Linked DNA regions of Rattus norvegicus: region 1 is linked to region 2. Evidence: chromatin contacts called from public Hi-C data. All regions are on one chromosome and are shown on one strand. The core of a region is the stretch at or near the end of the contact, and the rest is flanking DNA. Distances in the headings are between cores, read along the strand shown.

Region 1 (6,249 bases), core at 686-3,185, 500 kb before region 2:
AGTAACAAAGCAAGATGAAACCATGGGATTTCCAGGGGGGTGGGGTGGGGAGGATAGAACTGGAAATTACTGCATTTAAGAGAAGTAACCCAGACTTAGAAAGACAAATATCACCATCCTTTCTCTCTAATGAGCGTCCAATATTAACATTTTTATGCATGTGTCTATGAGTGGGTGTGGTCATAGGTCCTGGAGGGAGAAGGACCATGAGAGGGGCAACAGAGGTCTTTTTTTTTTTTTTTTTTTTTTTTTTGGTTCTTTTTTTCGGAGCTGGGGACCGAACCCAGGGCCTTGCGTTTCCTAGGCAAGCGCTCTACCACTGAGCTAAATCTCCAACCCCTGCATGCTAAATTTTTAAACGCTAAGAAAGAAGTGATAATTGCTGGGCGGTGCTCAGTTATCTGCAGCATAGCACTAGTCTCAGAGGCAGAATTTATTAGCGTGCAAATCAGGACGCATTCCCTGCCTTAGTTTGCCTAGTGACCGAAAGCACCTTGTGGAGGAAGAGGGTTTCTTTCGGATTACAAATCAGTACAGCATCAAGGGAAACCAAAGCAGGAACTCAAGGCAGAAACCTGAGGTCAGGAAGGAATGCTGCTTACTGGCTTGCTCAGTTTGCATTCTTACATAACTCCTGACCGTCCGCCCACCCACAGTGGACTGGGCCCTCCCACATTAACTGTTAACCAAGAGAACCCACTTCAGATGTGCCCACAGGCCAGTCTGACAGAGGAATTGCTTCAACTGAGGTTTCATCTTCCCAGCTGACTCTGTGTCAAGTTGACAAAAGCACAATTAACCCACCTCCCAGCAGACTCTCCCTGGAACTGTGTTATATTTTACTAGCTGTGAGAGCCTCCCTCACTGAAAGTGGGGCAGTAGTCCATTTATTTTCCTCTTGCCTACCTATCTCACTGAAGGACCCACTTCTTGGAGCTCCTGCCCCATGGCTATGAACTCATAGCTCTTCTAACTGAAGGGCATGGCATTCCCACAGTGCCTTGTGTTTTCCTGTGCACATTGACTAAGTACCTGTTGGGAGGCTCTGTACTGTTCGTGTGGATTTGACAGTGAACTAAATAGAGAGGCGGGGTGTGCTTTAGATTGGATGGTTGTGAAAGTCTCTCCAAGAAAGCTGGCATACAGGTGAAGACCTAAGTGACAAGAATGTACCAGCGGTGTGGTGATCAGAGGGAGAAAAAATCTATGGGCAGTGGGAGCAGTGGTCAGGTACGGCAATGTGCTCAGAGCACTCATGGGACAGAAGGACCTGGGATGAGAGTGATGTCTGCCACTAACCCCAGCTCTGGGTTGGACACTGGGGTGGCCCAAGTCTCTGTTGATGCAGAAACATACAATAAGCAGAAGTTAGTGGCTGGATCAGACACAGACCAGGCACAGGAGTAAGGAGAGAGGTCAGAAACACAAGACACATTGTAGCTGTGGAGTGGAAGGAGGAGGGGATACTCTTGAAGTGGGAATGACAGACATCCTTGGAATGTCCTGGAATTGTCCAGTCTGCAGCGTACAGCCAGCTTGAGTCAGAAATGACCACTGACCTGTCTCACTTAGGTTTACCTGCGACCTCAAACCTCAGACCCTATCTGGGGACAGCACATCCTTGCCCAAACACAGCCCTAGCCTGGAATCCAGAATCAAGTTGTGGTTGGTTCTTGACAGGATTTGGAGGAGTATCTCTGTGCTTTGGACTTAGACTGAGTGTGTAACCCTAAATACTTGTGCAATGGTATCTGCTAGTGGAGTCCTGAAAAAGAGAGTAAGTGTAGGGAGTTCATGAAATAAAGAACTCCGGGCTACAGGGATTACTCAGCAGTTAAGAGCATGGACTGCTCTTAATGGAAGGCCCAAGCTCAGTTCCTAACACCTTCAGGCGGCTCACAAGTGCTCCATGCCCAAGGGATCTGGTGCCCTCTTCTGGCTTTAATACACACAGAAGAGCCCTCACCTCCATACACATAGTTTAAAACATGCCTTTAAAGGGGGGGGAGGCTCCTGGAACCCCCTTGAGTCCTCTCTCCATGTGAGGACACAGTGTGACAGCTGTCTGAGAATGGGGGCAGGGGGCGGGGCCGGTAACAAGTACCTGAGCCCGTTGGTTCCTTTCCTCCAGGCTTCTCAGCCTCTAGAACTATAGACAATCCCTGCAGTGTGTAATTTCTTGTTATAAAGGCCCAGGGGGACAGGTCCTTTGTCATGCCCAGCCACTGGCAAGAAGGGCGCCAACCCCCTGATCCAACAGAACCGCAAAGCCGGCTTACATCTTCCCAGCAACTGTCATGGCTCCCAGACCGGTCTTTGTGCTAGGTCAGTAAATCCAAAGGGCAGCAGAGGGCAGCAACACTCCATGGCAGATCCTAGAGGAGTGGCTGCTAAGGCCCCCTCCCTACATCTGAAGTGTCACTTCTGGAGAGCAGGTCACACCAGCCACAAGCAACTTCACTCATCTCTTATCTTAATTTTACAAATACAGCCGTTCATCGGGAAGGCAAGATAGGACGCACATCTTTTTCTTTACCTAAAAAGGTATGGGACCTCAGAAAAACGAATCAAGGAAACATTTCCAGAAAGGCAAGTATCTAAGGAAGGGAACCTGGCTAAACTTACTCCACAATTCGAGATCCCCCAGACAAAGAAAAGTTCTTTCCTCCCTGGTTTAAATTACCATTTGAATCCGTTGCTGAGGACCTCTGTGGCTTCCCCCATGCAGATGCAGTTATACTATATGCTATATACTGTATATACTATATATACTATATATACTATATATGCTATATATACTATATATGCTATATACTATATATACTATATATACACTATATACTATATACTATATACTATATACTATATACTATATACTATATACTATATACTATATACTATATACTATATACTATATACTATATACTATATACTATATACTATATACTATATACTATATACTATATACTATATACTATATACTATATAGTACTATATACTATATACTACATACTACAAACTATATACTATATACTATATACTACATACTACATACTATATACTACTATATACTACTATATACTACTATATACTACTATATACTACTATATACTACTATATACTACTATATACTACTATATACTACTATATACTACTATATACTACTATATACTACTATATACTACTATATACTACTATATACTACTATATACTACTATATACTATATACTATATACTATATAATATATAATATATAATATATAATATAATGAGTTATAGGTTAGTACCGACTGGAGTCTCCTGACTCTGTCCAGTTAGCTAGCAGCATGCAGGGAGGGGGGTGTCAGTCAGTACAGAATGAAGGGGGTGGATGGGAGCTGATCTCAGATGCTTTCCACTAGGAGAGAGGCTCAGAAGCTTACCCAAGAGGCAGGACTCCACCAGGCAGTAGATGGACAAGATACAGGGAGGAGTCAGCCAGATGGTTGAGTGGTTAGGGCACAGAGATCTAGTAGTGTAGGGTGAATTAGGCACGTCTGAGTAGATGAGCCGTCCAGTGTGATCGAGTACCAGGTGACCAAGGTGGAGGCAGGACCCCTCTAGTCTCAGCTGCTCCCTTCACCTCATTCCCTACTCCCAGAACAGCCCAATCAGCATGGCAACCACAGAGATAACAGACCTGGATGGCCAAGGCCTGGGGTGTGCTGGGTGTAGGGATGTGGATGTTAGGATGGGACCTTGAAGATACTGAATTTTGCACCAATAGGAAAGGGCCAGGACAGAGGGACAGAGGGAGGGAAGGAGGGAGCTGTGGGTAGAAGCAGAAAACAGTTCTGAAGAATGGAGGCTGCGGGGGTCCCAGGGGACGTGGAGGAGGAGGAGCCAGGTTGACAGAGGGAGTTCTCGTGGAGTGAATGGGACTACTTTGTCCTTCGAAAACTTGAAGTTGGGCTCATGGCCATGGATGTGTTCTGGGCAAAGACGCTGTCTTCCTGGAGTGAAAAGGGACACAGAGAATCCCCATGAGGACCGAAGTTGTCTAGGACTGCCCCTATTATGACGGTAGGGAGACGCTCAGGTAAAGAGAAGTCCTGACAGTGGGACTCTCGACCTTCTGAAGCATTAAGCTGCAGTATGTCTGCTGGTGCCACTGAGGCGTAAGCCTTTCATCCAGCCCGGGGCCCCCGGGGTATGGGCCCACAAAGATGCCCTGTGCTACCTCATGGTTCAAGTTGTAGCCTGAGTGAGCGCCTGTCCCTCCGCTCCTCTGCACTCACAGAAGCACCTGCATACATACTTTCACATGCTTTTCTGTCCCCCTTTCCTACTTCTCTGCCTCCCCTACACCAGAGCTTAGATCCCTCTGCGGTTTCCTCTGTGTCCCCAAATCCCCCTACATGCCTCTGAGAGTGTTTATTAACTCACAGTCACTGTCACGCAGGACTTCCTCTGTTTCTCACTCGGCCTCTAGAGTGGCCCCGACACACCTTCCACTTCCAGCCTGGGTGGTACAGACACTTTCCCCTCACTGAGCATTCTCTGTTCCCCAAGGCGTATAGAGTCTTGGAACTTTGCATCTTCCCTCTCAGATGGTAGCCTTCAACTCAGACTGCTGGAACTTCCTTCTGTAGATGCGCCAGTTGGGCCCTCCTAGGGGTGCCCAGAGATGTTCTGGAGACCAATCCAGGCAGCACAGACAACTGATGTGGAGACAGGGTGCCTCTATGAGCAGAGAGTTGGGGACACATCAGAAAGGAGGCTAGGCACTAAAGTTCACATCTGGCACCAGGACATAGGTCTCCCTTCTTTCCCCGTTCTATGAGCATATGATGTGGCATGTTTTGTGTCCTGGCCCCATTCGCTGCAGTAAGGGTGGTAATAAAAATATTACACAGTCAGGCCAATGAAAAGGTTTGGTGGCACTTGTGGCCAAACATGACCACCAGAGGACTTGCACCAGTGGATTAAAGCACTTGCCACCAAACCTGATGACCGAAGTCTATCCTAGGTACTCATTGCAAAGAGGGAACTAGGGGTTGGGGATTTAGCTCAGTGGTAGAGCACTTGCCTAGGAAGCGCAAGGCCTTGGGTTCGGTCCCCAGCTCCGAAAAAAAGAACCAAAAAGAGAGAGAGAGAGAGAGAGAGAGAGAGAGAGAGAGAGAGAGAGAGAGAGAGAGCTGTCCTCTGACTCCCTACACATAAGCCATGCCTGCAATCACACAAATAAATAACCGAATATTGAAAAATCATAATAAATAGACAGCCACCGCTAGCCACTGGCATGACTGTGGGCTTTGAATCCAGAGGGGTGGCAAACCACTTGGGCCAAGCAATATTCCAGATTTAATCTCTCTGTTCTCCTCAGGCAGAGAGAGTCAGGCTGCTTATTCCTAGAACTGTCTCCTCCTAGCTAGGAATAGGGAAGACAGTCTTGTGTCCTAATTGACTCTTTATAGGAAAATAGGTACAACGCAGTTGCTACTTTGTAGCCCACCCAGATCCCTGCACAGCACTGTAGCCTGCTTCTTTGTAGTCTACCTAGATCGCCCCCTCCCCCGCACAGCTCTGTACCCTGGCCTCCCAGCTGCCTTTGCCTCTTGAGGATATGCATGTGAACCTCATGGGGCACTAGAGCAGGTCTGCGTGGGGATTAAATTTCTCCATCAAAGACAATTTAATCTACTTAATTTTCATGTAGAATGCTGACCTGCTCAGACCCTGGTGAAGACAGTCTTTCTTTGACAGTTTGGGAAACTGAGGCTGGAATGGAGGCCTCCCAACTAGCCCAAACAGAAAACCCAAGCAGAAAATCTTCATACACTTAGCTCTTGGCTAGGATTTAAGAAGCACCTCTAGATGCCACTCTCCAGGCATCTCTGTAGTGATCTGCAGAGGTCTCCATCCCCTCATGAAGATGAAGGTCGGACACAGAGAAGGAAAGTGTGGCCAGGCCTGATGACAGGTCTGTCTGTAGCTCTGCGTCCAGAACCATGGAGGCTGATGCTTCCTGGGGAAATATGAGGGACTTGGCACCACCCTTACTGGGATGTAGCAGTCTGGGGGTGTGGAAGTGTGTGTGTGTGTGTGTGTGTGTGTGTGTGTGTGTGTGTGTGTGTGTGTGTTTAGGGGAAAGTAGTGGGGAGCTGGTGGTCCTAGGGGTGGGAGGTCTCCAAGAACTTCTCTCTGCCACCCAGGCAGGTACTCTGAGGACCCTCTTAGTTTATGGTCACCTTTTATGACTTCTTTTTT
Region 2 (6,275 bases), core at 48-2,547:
CTTTCACCTGGGTGTCCTAACAAAGCATCATCTGTCATAACTAATTTTCCAAAGAACTAGAAGTTTCCACTTCAGCTACCCAGCAAGTTTAAGGCTAGCCTGGGCTATGCAAGACCCTGTTTCAGAAAACAAAGAGTGCTGGGGACTGTGTATGGCTTGTCAGATTGTTAGTCAGTACTGTATACATTTACTATGCTGGTGGCTGTTTGTAATCCCAGTACTTGGGAGGTAGAGGCCCAGAAATTCAAGTCTATCTTTGGCTACATAATGAGTCTCAGGCCAGCCTAGAGACTCATTTAACTAGCCTCGTTAAATTCCTGTCTCAAAGTGAGCAGTAGAATCAGATGGATGGATCAGTAGGTAAAGGCATTTCCCACACAAGCTTGGCAACTTGTGTTTGATCCCAGGAACCCATGCAAAGGTGGGAGGAGAGGTCTGACTGCACAAAATTGTCCTCCAACCTCCATATGGAGGAATTGCATGTACACACACTAATTGATGATGGTGATGGTGTGTGGTGATGGTGACGACGATGACAATGATGATGAATGATAATTTACTGAAAGAACAACATGGAGAGATGTTCAATAGGTAAGAATTCTGGCTGCTCTTGCAAAGGCCTGAAGTTCAAGTCACAGCACCTGTAACTCCACCCCCAGGGGATGGATCTGAAGTCCTTTTCTGGCCTCCTCTGGAACCAGCACTCATATGCACAGACACAGACACACACACACACAAATAAAAATAAAATCTAAAAACACAATTTAATTAAAAATAATAACAAAACCATAAAAGAATGCAAAGACTTTGAAAGGATACCGTGTGCAGGAGAGAATCGCTGCAATGTGCTTTCCCTTTATCTTTTAATATTTTATTTTAATATTTTATTATTTAAAATTATGTGCATATACACGGTTTTGTATATAAATATGTACACATGAGCACAAATGCCCGTGGAGGCCGAAGACACTGGATCCTCCTGGAGCTGGAGTTACAAGTGGTTGTGGCTGCGTTTCATGGGTCCTGGGATCCCAGCTCAGGTCTCCTACAAGAGTCGTGTTCTCTTAACTGCTGAGTCATCTCTCCAGCCTGAGGTGTGCTCTTTAAGAAGCTCACTGACTGCTTCGTGCAGAGTGGGCTGCAATGAGACCAGAGAGAAGGAGAGGACTGTTCCATAATCAGAGTAGGGTGCGGATGTAGGAGGGGTGAACCAGGGTGGAGGGACAACAGCTCACACAGTAGGATGTAATCCGGGCAGAGTGTGGCAGGGAAGCCAAACAGCTGACTCAATTGTGGAGGCGGCTACAGAATGGGAGGAGATATTTATAAATGCATACCTGCCAAAGTATTTGTGTCTAGAATGCACAAAGAATGTTTGCAAAACTAGTCAGGCACAGCGATTCCACTGGCAATCCCAGAGCTTGGGAGGTAAAGGCAGGAGGATCAGGGCTTTAAAGTCATTTCCGTTACAAGGTTAAGTCGGAGGTTAGTCTGGGCTACATGATATCTTGTTTCAAAAAAAAAATGATATTAGTCAATTTGATGAGTCACACACCTTTAATTCTAGCACCTGGGAAGCAAAGGTAGACTGATCTTTATGGGTTTGAGGCTGGTCTGGTCTGCATAGTAGACTCTGTCTCAAGATAAAAATTTAATTAATTAATTAAAATACAATAAAATATTCTTATAGCACAATAGTCAATTTATTAAATGAGTACATGTAATATATATGTTACATATGTCTATATGTGTATATATGCCAATAGGTACATACGTGTGTGGGGGGTGGTGTATGTGTATGTAGGGGTAGAAGAGGATCAAATGAAACATATGTGAAAATCCCATATGGAAGCCTATTACTTTGCTGTAAGGTAATTTATTATCATTAGTGTGTGTGTATGTGCACACTGTCAAGCTGACAATCACTACCCACCAAAGTGGTACACCTGTAATCCTGGCAGTTGGGAGGTGATCACAGGAAGATCAGAAACTTAAGGGCTATCCTTTGCTACAACACCAAGCAAGTTTGTAGGCCAGATTGGGCTACATGAGACTTTGTTGCAAACACACAAACACTTCTGGAAAAAAATGACCCTTTGTGACTAAAGGGTCAAATCTGGAAAGTGAGTCTCACTCTTAGAAGCAAAGAGAGTCACATCTTTATATTTTGTGTGTGTGTGTGGGCGCGCGCGCGCGCGCGCGTGCGTACATTTGTGTCCATGTGTCCATGTTAGTGTGTGTGAGCACATTTGTGTTTGGGTACACAGATAGGCAATGTGAGTGGAGGTCATGGGTTGGCAGAGTATCTTACTGTATCAGTTTCCACAATTTTATTTTGGTTTGGTGGTGGTGGTTTGAGACAGAACCTCTCCTAGAAGCCAGGGCTAGAGGAGAGAGCTTTAGCTAGAGAGAGCTGGCTGGCAAGCCCCGGAAACCCTGTTATTCCTGCCTCACTAGCTCTGGGTTTACAGGTATCGGCCATTTTGTTTGGCCTTTTTGGGCACTGAGAGGATCCACACTCAGGTCCTTGCGCTTACAGAGCAAGCACTTTACTGATGGAACCATCTCCCCAGTCTCCGAGTTACATTATTTTGAAAGCACTTGTTTGTTTGTGTGGACACACATGCCACAGCAGTCATGTGTGTGTGTAAGAGCACAACGTTCTCTCTTCCCATCGTGTGCATCCTGAGGTTTGAACTCAGGCTTGTCAGCAAGTGCTCTCCGATTCATGTCTTTAAACTGCTGACATAGAGCCTTTGTGACTAACCGGTGGCGGTGGCGGTGAATGCCTTCAATCCTAGCACTCTCGAGGCTGAGGCAGGTGGATCTCTGAGTGTGTGGCTAGAAAGTTCTTCACAGAAGGCAGATGTTAGACCTTGTTTTAAAATAAATAGATGTTAAAAATGAAATAAGGAATGTTTCGTGATGAAAAACAAAACTAACATTTTGGGGGCCAGCAACGCAGCCTGATGGTGGAGTGTTGCCCACTGGCCGCATGGTCCTGGATCCGGTCCTTAGCATTGCAAATAAACAACAGCAGGTATTTGATGCTGTTCTCAGTGTATGCGATGACAAGACGGGACAATGTCATCAAAGTACATCGTAGACATGTTTGAAAGTGCCCTATCAAAACCCATTATGTCATACATTTAATGTTGGTTTTTAGAGCAAGGCATCACGCGCCTCTGATCCCAGCTGCCCCCTCCTCCGCCCCACTCCCACAGGCAAATATCCAACCCAATCCAACAAAATGCTACTGTAGAAAGAGCGGGAGATGAGGAAACCTAGCTGAGGAAAAGGGAACCCTCATCACTATGGGTGAGAATGTGAACGGGGGCAGCCAGCTGTGGAAATAACAGAGGTTCCTCATTACTAAAAGTAGACTACCATGTGATTCGTGGGACCAGCCCTGTACACACGGAAGGAACCTGAGTCAGCACTCGGCAGGCCCCGATGCATGGCTCACGACGGCCAAGATATGGGACCAGGCAAGATGTCCATCAACAGACAAACCAGGAAAAAGAGAAAAAAAACAAAACTGTGTATACACACAAAACATGCCGCTGCCTCTTTCTCACTGTAGTCTAGTTGATCTGGAATTTCCTGTGTACTCCAAGCTAGCCCAACCTCGGCCTCCTAAATGCTGAGAATGCAGGCCCAACACAACAGTTTTGCTTCCCCATAAAGAATTAAATTTTCCAGCAGTCGGGAGGCAGACGAATCTCTGAGTTCAAGGCCAGCCTGGTCTACAGAGCAAGTTCCAGGACAGCCAGAGCTACATAGAGAAACCCTGTCCCTAAAAACCAAACCAAACAAACAAATAAAATTACATTATTTCCAGGAAAATAGATTTAACTGAAGATCATCTTGTTGAGCAAAATAAGCCAGACCCAGACTAATATTGCATGCTTTCTCTCATTTGAGGAACCCAGGTTCAAACGTGCACAGGCACGGGCACGGAACAGGAACGTGAAGGAGGAAAACACAGATGGTGACGGAAGGGAAAGGAGAGATAAAACGCTGTACTTTCTCTCAGCGGTAGATCTAACTTTACAGTTATCCAAGGCTACTTATAAATAACATACGATAAGACATGAGAGAGAAGGGAGGCTTGTGGTGAGAGAGGGAAGGACCAGCCGGGAAATGGGGATTTGCAGTAAAGACTAGAGAGTGTGTGGGTAAACAGGAAGAAATCACAACGGTCAGTATGTCTCGGCTGGGAAGACATCTTGACGAAAACCCACTTGTTTATTTTTATTGTCTTTTTTTTTTTTTTTCGGAGCTGGGGACCAAACCCAGGGCCTTGCACTTGCTAGGCAAGCGCTCTACCACTGAGCTAAATCCCCAGCCCCTTTTTTGTCTTTTTGAGACAGGACCTCACTATGTCGTTCTGATTGGTCTGGAACTTGCTATAGTTATAGACCAGGCCAACCAGGACCTCACAGAGATCCACTTGCATCCCAGTCCCTGCCTCTACATATGCTGCCGTTAAAGGTGTGTGTCGCCACCCTACAAAACTCAATTATGGGGCTGGAGAGACGGCTGTGTCTGAAGACAGCTACAGTGTACCCATATACAAAATAAATAAATAAATCTTTAAAAAATAAAACTCAATTATGCTCGTGCTTTCTCTCTTATTGTATATATTTTTGAGATTATAATTACATCATTCTTCCTATTCCCTTCCCCCAACCCCTTCCAGGCAACAGCCCCACTCTCTTGTAAAATTCATAGCCTCTTTTTCTTTAATTGTTGCTACATTTGTGCGTGCATGTGTGTGTGTGTGTGTGTGTGCATTCCCAATATATAAATCTAGCCTGTTTAGTTTATATAATGCCCTTTGTTTTGTTTTATTTTTAAAATTTATTCATTTATTTCATGTGAGTGCACTGTCACTGTCTTCACACACACCAGAAGAGGGCATCCGATCCCATCACAGATGGTTGTGAAGCCACCATGTGGCTGCTGGGAATTGAACTAGGACCTCTGGAAGAGCAGTCAGTACTCTTAACCTCTGAGCCATCTCTCTACCCACCCACCCCCAACCCTCATAATGTTATTTCTATGTAGGTGTTTTCAGGGCTGACCTTGCACTCCTAAGTCCCCTGTAGCTCTTTGTCTAGGATTGAGGCCTCATACGTCTCTGTTCCACATTGGCATGTCTATTTGGTATCTTCCTATTCCGGTCTTGTTTAGGTAACGATTGATAAGGCTTCATGTGTGCAGAATCTCTGGCATTTCTAGGACACAATCTACCAGCAAACTCCCTGTTCTCTGGCTCTTACAGACCCCCCGCCCCACCCCCCACTTCCACAATGATCCGGAGCCTTGGGTGAGGAGTTGTGCTACAGGGGTGGCAGTTGGGACTTTCATTCTTCAACTCCGAAATTTGATCTGTAGTGGTCTCCATCTACTGCAAAGACAGTTTCCTTGGCGAGGGATGAGGATTACACTTATCTGTGGGTGTAAGGATAAATATTTAGGATGTAGTTAGGAGTCATGTTGGTATAGTAAAGTGGTGGTTGTGGCTTCCTTTCCAAGATCCACGACCACACTAGCCCAGGGTAGTTGCTAGGTTACCAGTACTGGGAATGATTTTCCTCTTGCTTAGTTAGCATCAAGCCTTAAGTCTGACGGGAGAGCCGCTGGTTACAGACAGGTGTGTGTGCTACTACTGCACACTGAGGGTCCCATGCTGTGCTGGCTGTTATTGGGGTCAATAGGCATCATAGCTGGGTAGGAATGTTGCAAGTTTGCATGGTGCCTTCTGGTACTATGAAGGCTAGACCTCAGGGAAGAGGCTTTTAGATAATATCTACCGCCAAGACTTGGAGCCTGGTGTTCAAAGTGTAGGATGTCTTCAGTAGAGGGCCTTACCTTCTAGAGCCAAGGACACCGGTAGTCACCTATACTGGAAGTATATGTTGTCCGAGAGCAATATTGATATTTATATAGGACACCAAGAGTTCTCAAATAATGCCAATATAGGCAGGGTGAAGAAAATAGAGAGGGAACAACAGCTAGCAGCGAATAAACAACCTCCAAGGAAACAAACAAAACAGTAGGCACTCAGCACTCAGGAGGAATAGAGCACACAGAACCCCAGCTAATGGATACTTCTGGAAGGACTGAGGTATACCTCTATGAGTGGTATACACAAGCTCTTTATTTTAAAAAGTGCTTTTGACACAGTATGTCTGGGTAGCACTGGCTGGCCTTAATGTCAGTCTGTAGACCAGGCTGGCACACAGGTCCAACTGCCTCTGTTTCCCAGT

The links. A called contact is a pair of places that touch in the nucleus more often than the background predicts.
Region 1: a Hi-C map of the A7r5 cell line shows a contact between it and region 2, with 7 times the contacts expected there. The contact joins two enhancer-like sites. A contact is called at or near these places in 3 of 12 Hi-C or Micro-C datasets (the A7r5 cell line, Schwann cells and frontal cortex).

The regions. Positions count from the first base shown.
Region 1 is chr10:38,894,182-38,900,430 of GRCr8, reverse strand. No RefSeq gene overlaps it. Among named protein-coding and RNA genes, the nearest start is that of Csf2, 7.6 kb to the right of the region's middle. Within about 2 kb of position 1,935, at least 4 of the 93 cell types and tissues checked have an H3K27ac peak or open chromatin away from gene starts, as enhancers often do. A contact at or near this core is called in the A7r5 cell line, where this site is marked.
Region 2 is chr10:38,395,888-38,402,162 of GRCr8, reverse strand. No RefSeq gene overlaps it. Among named protein-coding and RNA genes, the nearest start is that of Irf1, 19 kb to the left of the region's middle. Within about 2 kb of position 1,297, at least 5 of the 93 cell types and tissues checked have an H3K27ac peak or open chromatin away from gene starts, as enhancers often do. A contact at or near this core is called in the A7r5 cell line, where this site is marked.